2 separate regions of the Sus scrofa genome follow, and region 1 is linked to region 2. The links are chromatin contacts, called in public Hi-C maps. All regions are on one chromosome and are shown on one strand. Each heading gives the region's core, a stretch centred on a gene start, on an enhancer-like site or on the middle of the called end of the contact. The rest is flanking DNA. Distances are from core to core; before and after follow the strand shown. Region 1 holds the start of C7H6orf62. Region 2 holds the start of ALDH5A1 (aldehyde dehydrogenase 5 family member A1).

The links. Hi-C and Micro-C count contacts between places; a contact is called where the count stands out from the background.
Region 1: a contact with region 2 is called in a Hi-C map of liver, with 2.4 times the contacts expected there. The contact joins the promoter of C7H6orf62 here to the promoter of ALDH5A1 in region 2. A contact is called at or near these places in 1 of 5 promoter capture datasets (liver) and 2 of 47 Hi-C or Micro-C datasets (both in liver).

Annotation. Positions count from the first base shown.
Region 1 is chr7:19,523,537-19,526,236 of Sscrofa11.1, reverse strand. C7H6orf62 reads left to right here and starts at 1,332. Exons shown (of 5, transcript XM_001928389.6): 1 at 1,332-2,700. It also overlaps the pseudogene LOC110261734.
Region 2 is chr7:19,350,221-19,352,920 of Sscrofa11.1, reverse strand. ALDH5A1 (aldehyde dehydrogenase 5 family member A1) reads right to left here and starts at 1,436. Exons shown (of 10, transcript NM_001244467.1): 1 at 976-1,436. The coding sequence starts at 1,329. All of the region lies in intron 1 of GPLD1 (phosphatidylinositol-glycan-specific phospholipase D), which reads left to right.

The DNA of each region.
Region 1 (2,700 bases), core at 83-2,582, 170 kb before region 2:
AATGCTAGATTTATCTTTCAAGGTTAATAATCATTTGGAAACCTCAGGAATCTCACCCTTAAGTTGTGAACAATTTATTCTAAGGGTCAAATTATTATTTTGGCTCATAGGTGAAAAAAATATCATTATAGGCAATCTATTTTGATTTTACCAAGTGAAGGGCAGTAATATGGACAATCAAGAGAGTTCTAAAATTTCATCAGAGAGTAGGTCATAAAGGATTATGTAGGTTTTGCTTTTGTTGAAGGTTGACCTTAGCTGATTACTTTTTTTTTTTTTCTGATTATTTAACTGAGTTTTTATAGGCACGTTGGAGCTCTGAAAATTGGGACTCAGTGCCCCTTGGTGCCAAAGACGTGTGATCAGAGATGTGTGAGTCCGTCTCCCAGTCCCCTCTCTTCATATTTTGAGGAAGACAGAAAACCACGTAAGGGACAAGCCCTAAGTCTAGGGTCCTGAGGGATCACCATAGAAATTGTGTTGTATAAAGTAGGTTTAAAATGCTCCACGAGGCAGGTCAGCCGTTTCTCTCCTAAGGCACGGCAGCAACGCTCCAACGGCGTCTTCGACCTTTTAACGCCCTCTCTCCCTGCGCACGTGGCGAGGTGGGGGACAGAGCCTTGTGCGACGGAGCCAGCGTGCAGCAGAAAGCATGAGCCACCTTCTGTGCACGCTGTTTAGATTCCAAGTATTGGAGATTAACTCTCAGTAGCAGGATACCGCGGGGCCGACCCCCCCCCCAAAAGGACTACCAATCAGTGGGTTAGAAATAAAGCCACTACGAGGAAAAAGGAGAATCTCCGCCTACTCGTCCAATACACACTTTCTTTTCCTCCTTCACCCCGCCCCACCTTCGCAGACTCTCCGCCCACCGGCTCCGCCCCGTCCTCCCGCGCCCAGCCGGAGTCTCCAAGGCGGAGACCCGGGAAGAGAGAGCCCATCCGGGTGCCTGGTCGGGGAGGGCATAAGGGCGTGGCTTTATGACGACGGCGGTGGGAGGGTGGCGAGTGGCCAACTCCGGAGACTGGGCCCTCCTGACAGAGGGGGCGGAGGGAGAATGGGTAGTTCCTTTCCACGCCCTATGGAAACTCCCTACTGGGCAAGAGGGGAGTCTTCATCCTCAAACTCCCCTTTGAGGCGGGAATATTACCTAAAAAGTTTAATTTCAAAGAGTCACCCTTTTAAAAGCTTGCTCACACCTTCTCCTGCTCTTCTTTCCTTCTTCCTTGATAACCACACAAAGCTTCCTACTCCCACCAGTCTTTTCTCCCCCTTCACTTCTGCGCAGATGGAGGCGGCCCGCGGGGGTGCGCCGCCGCAGAGAGTTCTGGGCGGTGCCGGTGAGGGGCGGGTGACGCAGCGGCCGTCGCTGCCATTTTAAGTTGTTTGTTCTCGCGTCCCTGCTCAAACGCGATTCTGCCCCGGATCCGGGAGGCGCCCGAGGTCGCTGCCGCCGCTTCCGCAGCCACCGGTGGGGGGGATCGAGGCTGGGTCACCGCGGACGCCCACCCTTCGCTTCGGCTTTTCCCCCCTCCGGGTTTCCTCGACCTTATTTCCTGAGAGACGGGACGCGACCCTTGGGGAGAAGAAAGACTCCAGAGCAGATGCTGGAACTGCAATAACTTTATTTGGGGGGGTTTACTTCGCTGACAGACCCCCTTAGCGCAGGGCTCCCCTCCCTTTTTCCCCTCCCCCCCGCCGCCAGTACAACTCCGACCCCCCCCTCTTCCTCCTCATTCCTCTTCCTGCTCCTCTCTTTCTCTCGTCGTCTCCGCCGTCCCCGCGTCCTTCCCCCTTCGCCGCCGCCCGGGGCGCCGAGCCAGACTATGGGGCCCAGGTCGGGGCTGAGCGGCGGCAGCAGCGCGGGCGGCCCGGTCACAGTGCGCACTGCAGCGGGGATGGAGGGGCTCAGTTGGCTGGTGGTTTTCTCTTGACATGGCTCCTGCCCGTGCTGCGAGCAGCGCCCCCGCCGCCGCCTTCTCTTCCGCCGCCGCCGCCACCGCTCCGCCCGCAGGCTGCGGCTAGAGGGCCCGAACCCCGCCCGAGAGTCGGTCAGTGAGTCCCGGTCTCCGCGGGGACAGGGAGGGGACTTCCCCGTCACCCACCCCAGCTATCTGGGGTCCACCCCCTGCCCCTTGGGGAAGCCAACTAACGACCCCGCCCTAAACGATCCAAACTGGGGAAACATGGTCTGTTCCACGTGAGAGCTAGCGGAATCCGGGAACTTGTTTTCTTTTTTTCTTGGGGGGGTGGGCATACTTTAAAAAGTAATTAATATTAACGCAACTATTTTCTTTTCTTCCCACTGATCTTTCCCATTTACCCTCTCCCGCCTCCTCTACCCGGGCGGGTATTGTTGCCACGATGAAATGAGTGAAAACTCGAGTGATCCAGTGTCTCCCGTGGTGCGAGTGAGTCGCTGCAGCTGAAGGCAAAGGGTGGGGGTGGGACCTGGGAGGTGGAAGGCAGGTGGTCCCCGGGCACTGCCTGGGATTTGGGAGAAGAACCCGCCACCTTTGCCTCAGCAATGCTCGCAAGAAGATAAGTTGCACTCCCCACGGTCTTGCACGGGGGCAAATTCATAGGGAAGGCTCCCTCGGGGCATGTAGGACTCATTGCAGGACTGGGGCTGTTGGGAACCCGGGCATTAATCAGGTCTAACCACAGAGCCGGAATCATTATATCGTATTAAGCCCCCCT
Region 2 (2,700 bases), core at 187-2,686:
CCTCTTAGCCTTCTCTACCTGCCCCCCGCCCCATAGCATCCATCACTTCTAACATATTTGTTTAGCTAGGTTTCCTTTACAGGTTAATCTCCCCAACCCCAAGTGAACTCCGTGGTGGGGTGGGCAAGAATTCTCTTGATTGCTGATTCCCCAGCACCTCCCCCACTGCCTGGCATAGCAGGTGCTCAGAAAATACCTGATGGATGAACTCATGTTAAGACGCCCTTGGGTACTTGGGTGCACCTCGTTGCTGGATGAGTATCTTCCTTCGGAGGGAGGATACTTAAGGGCTACGGTAGAAAATGACTTTATTGGGCTGCCTCTAGATGTCAGTCATATAATAAATGGAGGAAGGAAATCTCTAAATAGTTGTGACTCTTCCCTCCCCCTTACAACATTCAATTCTCCACTACTCTGTCAGCTAAGAGTATCTCTCTATTCAGGCCCCAAACCTGGAGAATGGGGCAGGAATTGGTCCTTCCCCTGCCCAGAGCCAGATTCTTTCCCCAGCTCTCTGCTGCCAGGTTGGTGACTTGAGCCCGGGCACCCACTGTACCCGGGCACCCACTGCTGTAGCCTCCTTGCAGACCACTGCATCGTCTCCTAGCGGCTCCGAGAGGTACTGCAAGCGCTCAGAAGGGTCGCAAGTGCTCTCACCTGCCTTGGCACCGCCCCCCTCATCACCCCGGCCCCCCACCTCCAGTCAGGCCTCTCTCCAGGTTCACCATAGAGTCTGCTCGCTTGTAATTACACGTTTGTGTTCTGCCATCCCTACTGGACCCTGGAGGGCGGGGCCGTGTGCCTTAATTCTCGGCACTGTGCTTGGCACAAAGCCGACCGACGCTCCAAACTTCTGTGTTGATCATCTCTTGTCATGTCACTCTGACTTTACCCAAGGTGAATCCTGGAGAGGTGGGGAGGGGGAGGTGACAGCTAGTTTCACTAGGAGGCAAAGCGGACCCGGCGAGCACTCACCTTGGCCGAGACCCCCTTCCAGGTGCAGAAAGCCTCATAGGCGGCGCGCACCGCGGCGCGGGCCTCGGACACCCCGCAGTCGGCCACCAAGCCCAGCTCGGCGCCGCTGGCCGGGTCGTACACCGGGAAGGTGGAGGCGGCCGAGAGCCAGCGGCCACCCACGAAGCCGTCGGTGCGCAGCAGTGCCGAGGAAAGGCCCTCTGTGCCCCGGGCATAGCGGCGGATCGGGGCCGGGCCTGGCGAGGGCCGCGTGGTGGCCACCAGGCAGTCGGCGCGGGGGCGGAGGCCGCGGATCGCAGGTGCAGTGGGGAGGTGCAGGGTCAGGCAGCCCCGCAACCGAAAGCAGGTCGCCATGGTCCCGGCGGCGGCGGCAGGAAGCACGCAAGCGAGAGCGCGCACCCGAGCACAGGGGTCGGGCGGCGGCGGTGACGAGCCCGGCTGGCGGCAGACGCTGGCTGAAAATGGCAGCGACGCGGTGCAGCGCCCTCTCCCCGCGCCCTTTGCGCTGCACCGACACGCAGACTCTAGACCTTGATCCTGACTGCCGCGCGGGGCTTGGCTCTCTGCGCGACCTGGCAAGAGTCTTGGGGGGGGGGGGGATGAGGAGGCTCGCTGGGAGATGCACCTGGGGACCGCCGTCACCTTTGTTCCTCTCGTTTGCAACTATTCCTTAGCCCCTCAACCCCTGCAGGAGAGCTGTTCCCCCTCCCCACAATTTCTGCAAACCCACACCCCGTCCCACCCCTGCCGCTGGAATTTGTCCTTGGTCTGTGGATGTGCTGGTGTCTGCCCCACCTTCTAAAGTCGTGATCACGCACGATTCTTCATTGCCATAGCTCCTGTGAACCTAGGGTGTAAACCTAGCGAGAGTTCGCCCAAGAGATGCAGTGGGGTCCAGCTTTCTACTGCCAGGATGCATTTCTGGATGTGTGTCTAAGCGAATAAGCTCCATTAATTGGGAGCAGGGGTGCCCTTGGTGCAAGCGTCTTTGGAAACAGATTTGGATCCCAATTCAGAATCTGTTGTTGACAAGCTGTGATCTGCTGATAGGAATGGAGTAGGCACGGGTATTTTTAGAAGTCCCAATAAAAGACGGGAGTTAAGGAAGGAAACTTAGGGGACCTTGGGAGACTGCTGTAAGTAAATAAATTGCTCAAAAAACCATCAGAACAAGGGAGGTTTGCTTCACTAGTGGAGCCCTGAGAATTGCCTCAGGTCTTTGGGTGGGGGGTGAGCTTAGGCCTGCTTTCATATTCAGACCAAGGGCAAGAGTCTGAGGACCACCCTTCTGCGGATTTGAATACACACCTTACCAGATACTGAGGAGGAGCTACCACTCCCAGAAAGGAAGAGGTGGGCGTTTCCAATCCCCACTCCCCTGGGGTGATAAAACTGTAGCCCACCAGATCCTCCAGGCAGAGCTTCCTTGCCTGCCTGCTTGCATTTCTCACAAGCACTCAATAAGTCTATTTCTTACCTATCACTTTGTCTCTCGCTGAATTCCTTCTGTGTGGAGACATGAAGAATCTGAACCTAAGTGAGTCCAGACACAGGGTGAGTGATTCTAATACAAAACTGTGGGTTCAAGTCCCAATCTGGGTTTAAGCCAGGTTTAAGTCCAGGCACATGGGTTCAAGTTCCAATCTGGGTTTAGGCCAGGTTTAAGTCCAGGCACATGGGTTCAAGTTCCAATCTGGGTTTAGGCCCATTTCAGGACATTAATAC